Regions from separate parts of the Mus musculus genome. Here region 2 is linked to region 1. Evidence: chromatin contacts called from public HiChIP or PLAC-seq data. All regions are on one chromosome and are shown on one strand. The core of a region is the stretch at or near the end of the contact, and the rest is flanking DNA. Distances in the headings are between cores, read along the strand shown.

Evidence for each region. HiChIP or PLAC-seq counts read pairs in DNA pulled down with a chosen protein or histone mark.
Region 2: a contact with region 1 is called in a RAD21 HiChIP or PLAC-seq map of pro-B cells, with 46 times the contacts expected there. The contact joins two enhancer-like sites. A contact is called at or near these places in 2 of 15 datasets of contacts at CTCF or cohesin (large pre-B cells and pro-B cells), 3 of 484 Hi-C or Micro-C datasets (the Ba/F3 cell line, the N1E-115 cell line and Th1 cells) and 4 of 115 datasets of contacts at active chromatin or transcription factors (DN3 thymocytes, T-cell acute lymphoblastic leukemia, acute myeloid leukemia and 1 more).

What each region holds. Positions count from the first base shown.
Region 1 is chr4:6,900,227-6,903,879 of GRCm38.p6, reverse strand. All of the region lies in intron 1 of Tox (thymocyte selection-associated high mobility group box), which reads left to right. Among named protein-coding and RNA genes, the nearest start is that of Tox, 89 kb to the left of the region's middle. Within about 2 kb of position 2,094, at least 45 of the 459 cell types and tissues checked have an H3K27ac peak or open chromatin away from gene starts, as enhancers often do. A contact at or near this core is called in the Ba/F3 cell line, the N1E-115 cell line, T-cell acute lymphoblastic leukemia and 1 more, where this site is marked.
Region 2 is chr4:8,083,342-8,086,994 of GRCm38.p6, reverse strand. No RefSeq gene overlaps it. Among named protein-coding and RNA genes, the nearest start is that of Car8, 150 kb to the left of the region's middle. Within about 2 kb of position 1,849, at least 35 of the 459 cell types and tissues checked have an H3K27ac peak or open chromatin away from gene starts, as enhancers often do. A contact at or near this core is called in the Ba/F3 cell line, the N1E-115 cell line, T-cell acute lymphoblastic leukemia and 1 more, where this site is marked.

The DNA.
Region 1 (3,653 bases), core at 845-3,344:
TGCCTGTGGGAAAAGACACCTAGGAAATGAGCATTTCTTTCCGTTATGCTATAAGCACGTTACAGTTGAGACACAAAGTAAAATCTCATTTTTGGCTGGGCAGTCTTTCATTGTCTTGTAGTTTCCGCAGCAGTAAGTATCTACTGTTAAAAGCAGAGCGCTGGCCTACTTCTGTCTATTTCCATTACTGTGCGCCTTTGTACCACATTGTCTTTCTCCTGGTGCCTAGTGGAACATTAAGGTTCATAATTATTTTGATAAGATCAGGGTTGTGGGCCCTTTTGTTGTTTTTCGGCTTCCTTATTTGCTAATAATTCAGATTCAGTGCTGAAGACTAACAAATCTCTTGACCAGGCAGGTTGGAAATGCAGAACTCTGAAAATAATACAGCAGCGATATTTTATAGACCTTTCGATGTGAAAAAGCTTATGGTCCAAATTCATATCACTGAGAGAAGTGAATGAGAGCTTACTATTCATGTAGGCAAAGAATGCATCCTGCTGAGAAAATTAATCAGGATTTACCTAAGTAAAAATTATAAACAGAAGTCTCAGGAGTCGTTGATAGGTTACAATATCTAGTTGAATCAATCCTGCACAAACTACACAGGATGATCTGTTTCTTTAAAAAATGCTCAGTGGTGTAAAAAGGAATAAAATTACATTTGTTTTTGGTCCTGAGTGGTTACAGTAGGATTATTGACTACCCTGTAATTCAATGCCCCATTTAACGAGAATGATATTAATTATGAGCACATTATTTTAAAAATTTCCAAAGCAGATTCTTTTGTGTCCACAGTGTGAAAACTCAGTGTCTGCCCATAGTCAGAGTTAGCTCTCCCTACAGTCCAGGGCAGCATGGAGGGGAGGCCAGCAAGTGGTTTGTGTGCATCTGGACCTTTCGGTGTCACTCAGGAAGCCTGGAAAATCTTTCAGCAAAAATGCTCATGCCATTTACCTCAGCATGACCTCACAGGCCCAGCATCTTGAGTCTGTCCAAGGATGTTTTATCCACAGCGCAGCCCACCTTGAAAGTTGTTATTCTAGAATATTCTTTATCCTAGAGTGAAATGTGAGGGCTCTTCTGCGTCACCGAACCCAAGGGTTAAGGTCAAGGGTAAGGGCAGAAAGGGAGATCCTTCCAACGCCTGCCCTGCCTTCCTATGCAGGTGCTTCAGATGTTTTCTCTTCACTTAGACCCTTGTCCATGAAACTGACTCAGCTTCTCTGAGGAGCATGTGAGGCTGCCATTCAAGGACATCTGACAACTGCAGTTTTCCTTGGAACATCACCATGTTAGTTGTTAGAACAATTTCAACGGACTACGTGGCGTTATGAGTTCACACAGTCTTGACTTGCAACTTATGGTCTTAGAGAAAATTTTTAAAAATTTAGATTACTTGAAAACCTTTCGAAACTGAAGCTTTTATGCCACTAGGGAGTGCAAAGCAGTCAGGTGTGCTTAGCCTTTATGCCATGGTTGTTGGTACAATCGAGAACGCACACTCTCTCTTTTTCTTTTTGAGTGGAACACATGAAGGAAAGCAGTTGCGAGAGACGGAAACCAACTCTTTTTCCATTCACCTTATTATTGAGCTGTGGTTTCCCAGCTTCCGTTTCTGTTATCAGAAGATCTGAAGCAAAGCTTCAGTTATGCAGAGAGAATGAGTTAACATCTAATCAAGTAGGAAAATAGCTTTAAACACCTGCTCCGAATTTGTAATATAATATTCAGAATAATATGACCTGGTAAATTACAGTTTAAAACCAGTGTAAGAAGCATGTCCTATTATAATGTCCATCAGGCATTTAATACCATTGTTCTTGTTTATTTCGTTTACTTAAGTTATAAAGAGTGTGTCTCATTCTTCTGAGAAATCTAGCATCTAACAGGTGTTTAATAACAGCATGCCTCTATGAAAATTATCTCAAGGGCACCCTTAGCAAAGGAGAGCAAGTCATTAAATACTAGTTTTAAAGTGACCTCAAAGCTTTACAATTAAGCAGCAAAGCTCACTTGTTATGCCTGTCTCCCTCTAGGGGATGATATGGTGCCAGGGACAGTGTGTTGGTGTTTTGAGAGACACTGGAGAAAGACAAAGAAAGGCAAATTTCTTAGGGTAGTATGCAAGCTGAAGAGAGAGAGGGAGGGAGAAGGGAGGGAGAGAGAGATATTAAGACAGAGAGAGATAGAGAGACAAAGAGAGATGGAGAAGGAGAGAGAAGAAGGGGAAGTGAAGGAGGAGTGAGATCAAAGTACAGTGTGCATGGACATGGCCTTTCCAAATTCATTTATTTCCAAACACAGTAGTATGAGTCTCTAACCGCCTCAGTGTGATAGCAGCAGATGTTCATTGCAACTACTGCAGAAAGCAGTGACTGTAGTGGAAAGGTGCTGGTCCCCAGCAGCCTGATGGAGGTATCACGCCTCCCAGAGGTAAAAAGAAAAATGGACTCTTAAAGGAAAGAAGTCTGCCTTTCTCATGGAGGTGATTGTAGCTGTGAACAGTAAAGAAGCAATATAGACACCCTCAACAGTGTATTATCCTTCATGATAATCGAGGGGGCAGCTAATGATTTGAGTGGGAGAGTGACTCAGAAGTCTACCAGACTCACACTCTACTAAGCTGTAGGAGTCTCTTATTGAAAATCTGCATCTTAGGCAGGTAAAGAAAATAGAAAGGAATCATAGTAAAAATAATTTATTCATATATACATAGACTATTTTGTTGCACGAGCTTAAATTGCCTTTTCCACAGCAACCAGTTTGGATCCAATTGAATACAATAAATGTCTTGTGACAGTGCTTGCATTTTTGCTTTGTGATTTCGGGCAAATGCAGAAAGATTACTGATGCATTCCTAGTCCAGAAATATGGTCTCTATTGATTGCGTTGACATGATAAATAGCAGTTTTACATGTTAATATTTATTCAGAGATGCTATTGCATCTATTATGAGCGTAAGTGCTTATAGAACCATTTATTGACATTCATTTTTAGTTGAGCCTAAGTTATCATTAGTGGTCTTTCCATAAATAGGCATTTGACACTTGAATATATTTAATAAAATGCATGTGCTAATTGTATTTGCCTGGACTCACAAGTCATGTTTTTAAATGGGGAAAATTAAATTGATATTTTTAAGAAATAGATTATTTTTGTTTGGGAGAGAAGTTACGCAAATAAAGACATTTTGTAAGGTAGATGGTTTATTTTCTCCTGGTTATTGAAAACCAAATAAAACAAAAATCCAATCCTGTCATTAGTGCTTTAACTAGCATAATTGGATAATGCTTACTTTTACATTGTTGTATGTCTTAGCACCCAGAATAATTCACTGCACACAGTAGACATGTGGATATTAATTATAAGAAACAATATATTTAAAGAAGAAAATACCAATCTATTGACTAATTTCTGCTAAAAAGAAAAGAAATCTTGTAAATATGGATTTCTATAAATGAATCTATTATTTGGGTCATCAATATTAAACAGTCTGAAAATGGCTTTCTAGCATTTAACATTTAAGAGAATAAAACTGAAAGCTGCAGGTGGGGAAAGATCAGTAGCACCCAAGTATGTTTTGTATTTAATGCCATGGAGCAACAGAAACACTTCAGAAGGCTGACCATGAGTATCAACCTCACTGCAAC
Region 2 (3,653 bases), core at 600-3,099, 1.2 Mb before region 1:
AGACAGTCACTCACAGGTGTATCCAGAGACCAACCTGGTAAGGATAATTATTCAATTAGGGCTTCTTTTTCAGGCAGTTATAAGCTGTGTCAAGTTGATTGTGTTAAGTAGGTCACCATCTCTCTTGCTTGGGACCTTGAGTTCCACCAGTCTTCACTTGAATTACCCTTCCATCAGTAAGCCAGCATCCTATAGGGCAACAGTGACTTAATGGTCTTTATAAAGCCACAGAAATATTTCTGTTCTGTCATTATTTCTGAAAAATAAAGCAAACCTAAGTTTTAAATTTTGTCTATATCCTCAGACAACACGTATCATTTAAGCATTTAAAACAAATTGGAATGTTTAGAAATAAAAATAAAAAGAAACCAAGAGTCAAACATTTAAAGTCTACACAAAAAGAATTGTAACTTGAGTTCCCCGATCTATCATGTTTATTGCTTCTAGTCCAGGACCAAGTAAGAGTCGAATGGATGGCCAGGCGACCAAGGTCTAGGTGATGGGTAATTGCCATTATTTCTGGCTATGCAGCATACACTGTGCCTTCTTCCATTCAGCTTGTACCTCCCTCGGATGAGGCAGTAGACTTGAATGTCTGCAAGCAGAGAGGAGAGCCAGAGACTTCACTGCATCCTCTCTCTCCAGCCGTCTTGGGTGTGGGTAGTGATACACGCAGGCCTGGGCACTGTCAGTACATCTTCTTGACTTTTCCTGCAGGGCTCTTCTGTCTTCCTCTAGCATTGGGGGCTTCACTATGCTCTAGCATATATTGTTGTATGCGTCATGGAGACAACTTGGCTTTTGTTTCCTTGCAATTGAACATTCCATCAACTAGTTAAAAGGGTACGTGGCATTGTAGTGTAGGTATTGTCTTAGACAAAATGTCATTTATCGATATTGTTCCAATCAAGGTACGGGATACTTCTGCACCTTGCTATTATAGCATTGCTGCATTCTAGCTGTTGTGGTCTTAATTTTAATGTTGTAGTTCACAAATCCAGAAAGCATGGTTCATGTTCACCTTCCTTATACCCTAAAGGAATTATGCCAAGTCATAATTCCTGTGGCTGATATCTCTGGAAGCCAGGTGACCTTAAAATATTGTCATTAACATAACATTCAACAGATATTCATATGCTGCCTCCTTTAAACTTTACATTAATCACAATCATTAAAGAAATTAGCGACAGAAGCCAGCCTCATTAGTTTTAATTCATTCTGTGATGTGTAATAAAACACAAAGAACATGTGGCCTGTGGGAGAGGCCTGCTTTCAACAGCTCCTCTCACTGGTATGAATGAATACTGAGTCACCTTTAATTCAATTCACAGGTTTGATTGTCACAAAGCCTTAATTAATTTGTAACCAACACTTTTGCCCTCCCATCCCAGAAAGCAAACTGTAGCTTTCTGATGGTCCCCATAATTTAACGATAGGCCTCTATCCCCCGAAAATAAGACATCCAAAAGTGTTTCTGTGTGGTTTGCGGTTTTACAGAAAGGCACTGAAGACTACAGCAACCAGGAAAACAGCTGGCCCTGCAGTTTCAAAACCGGGCATTGTTTCAATCAGCCTGCTTTATAGAAACTGTCAACGCTAAGCAATCCGAGACCCCACTAAAGTTTGAGAGGAGGCATCTCCTGTGAGCCCTTGCCTTTCTAAAGCAGATCTGCTTTATGTCTCAGATTTGCATCTGTAGCGAGAAAATAGAAGCGAGAAGCTCTGTGGGAAGATCTAGAGTCTAGGGAAACCAGCGGCCAGTCTTGTGGGCAGCTTTCTATGCCTTTGCTGCTGGCAAAGCTTCCTGTGGAGGGAAGCTGGCCTGTCAGGGACATTGGCAATACCGGCAGTGGCCACCAGAGGATGTTCTTCGCATAGCTTTGCGAAGCCGATCCGTCCCACAGAGCAAGCAGAGCAGCTCAGAGGTCAGAGAAATCTCTAGGCCAACCTTAAGCTCTAGCATCACCACCTTCAGCCTAAGAGACTGAAGCAGGTAAAGAGATTTCGCGAGGACTTCTCAGCTTCAGACCTTGACTGCACCGTGGCTGGCTAATCACAAGACCATTCTTGTTCAGTTTCTGCAAAGCAGCCATTTTGGCTGGTAGATTTAAAACATAGGTCTATAATTATTACTGTAAGATTTATGGTAATACTAAAAAAGGGGAGGTGTTTAAAGGACATTTTAATTTAGTGTTCCTTAAGGAAAATGGCAATTGGATATATGCTTTGTACAAATCTCCCCAATAAAACTCTACCCAAAAGATAGAAAGGACACCTGTCCTTCGTAAGAAACTTAGAACTGCTGTAATATAGGAAGGTGGGCTACAAATGCCAAGTGTCAATCTAGGAGAGATAGAAGCAAGGGTCATATAAAAGTGAGTGGGTGGGCAGGATCTAGGAAGGGTTGAAAGAGAAGAAAACATAAAATTAAAATAAATTTAAAAATAAGAACATAGTTTTAAAGTGAAAAAGAGTCAACTTACTATCAGTTTACCTAATTATACTAATTACATTCTTTTTGTCTGCTACAAGGACACATGAAAACATGCAACATATTTAAAAAATACATTAAAGGCAAAGCACTTGTGTGCATGTCTGTGTGTTTCTTTGCATGCTTTTACATTTAAGAGCACATCCTTTTGTGTGGATACCCATTTGAAATAGCACTTTCTGCTTCCAGTTAAAGAAGGAGGAAGGCTACTCTCTATCCCTTTGCAATTAGCCCTTTGTTATGAGATGTCTTTCTAGGTTTGATTATCTTACATACTTCACATAGAGGGGCAGCGTGCAGTGTCTGCCTTCCTGTGATTGGCTTATTTCCCTGAGTCACAGAGTCCTCAAGGTTTGTTCATTTCACCTTTTGCAAACCTCCTTTTGAGATGGGGTGAGGGGTGGGGAGATGGCTCAGTGGGTGAATTACTTGATGAGCAGGCAAGATGTGCATCCTTCACACCTGTAACTTTAGTAAGGGGGTGGGGGCATCCAGCCTAGCCAAGGCAAACCTGAGAGCTCCATCTGCTCCCAAATGCCAAGTGTCGAGCTAGGAGAGATGGGAGCCATCTACAGTTGAATGGGAGAAGAGGTGCCCCCCCCCCCCCCCCCGTGAGCAACATTCCATGGCTTTGCTTAGAAGAGATCCTACCTTAAAAAAAAAAAAATCAGAGAATAGTAAAGGAAGACACAAACATTGGACTATGCCCTGCACATGTGTATTCATGGATGAGTCCAGCTACATTCACATGTTTATGTACACAAGTGTAACACATACACACACACACATACACAAACAACAACAAAAGGATAATTTCCACTGTGTATTTATTTAACACATCCTCTATTCATTTATCTTTCAAATGGCTATTTAGGTTGTTTCTACATCGTGGATAATAGTTAATTGTGATTAATATATTTATTTTTATTAGGCTCTCATTTATTAATGTATTCATTTAAATTCATTATTTGTGTGTATTTGTATGTGTGTGTGTGTGTGTGTGTGTGTGTATGTGCTCTTGCACTCATGCCCTAGATAAAAAAGAACTCCCTTTTTAAGAGAGGGGACATGGTTGCCCTGGCAAGAGATCACATCTAAAAACCTTCTAAGTCTGTGTGATCCAGGTGGAATACAGACACACCTTTAGTCCCAGGAAAAAGAG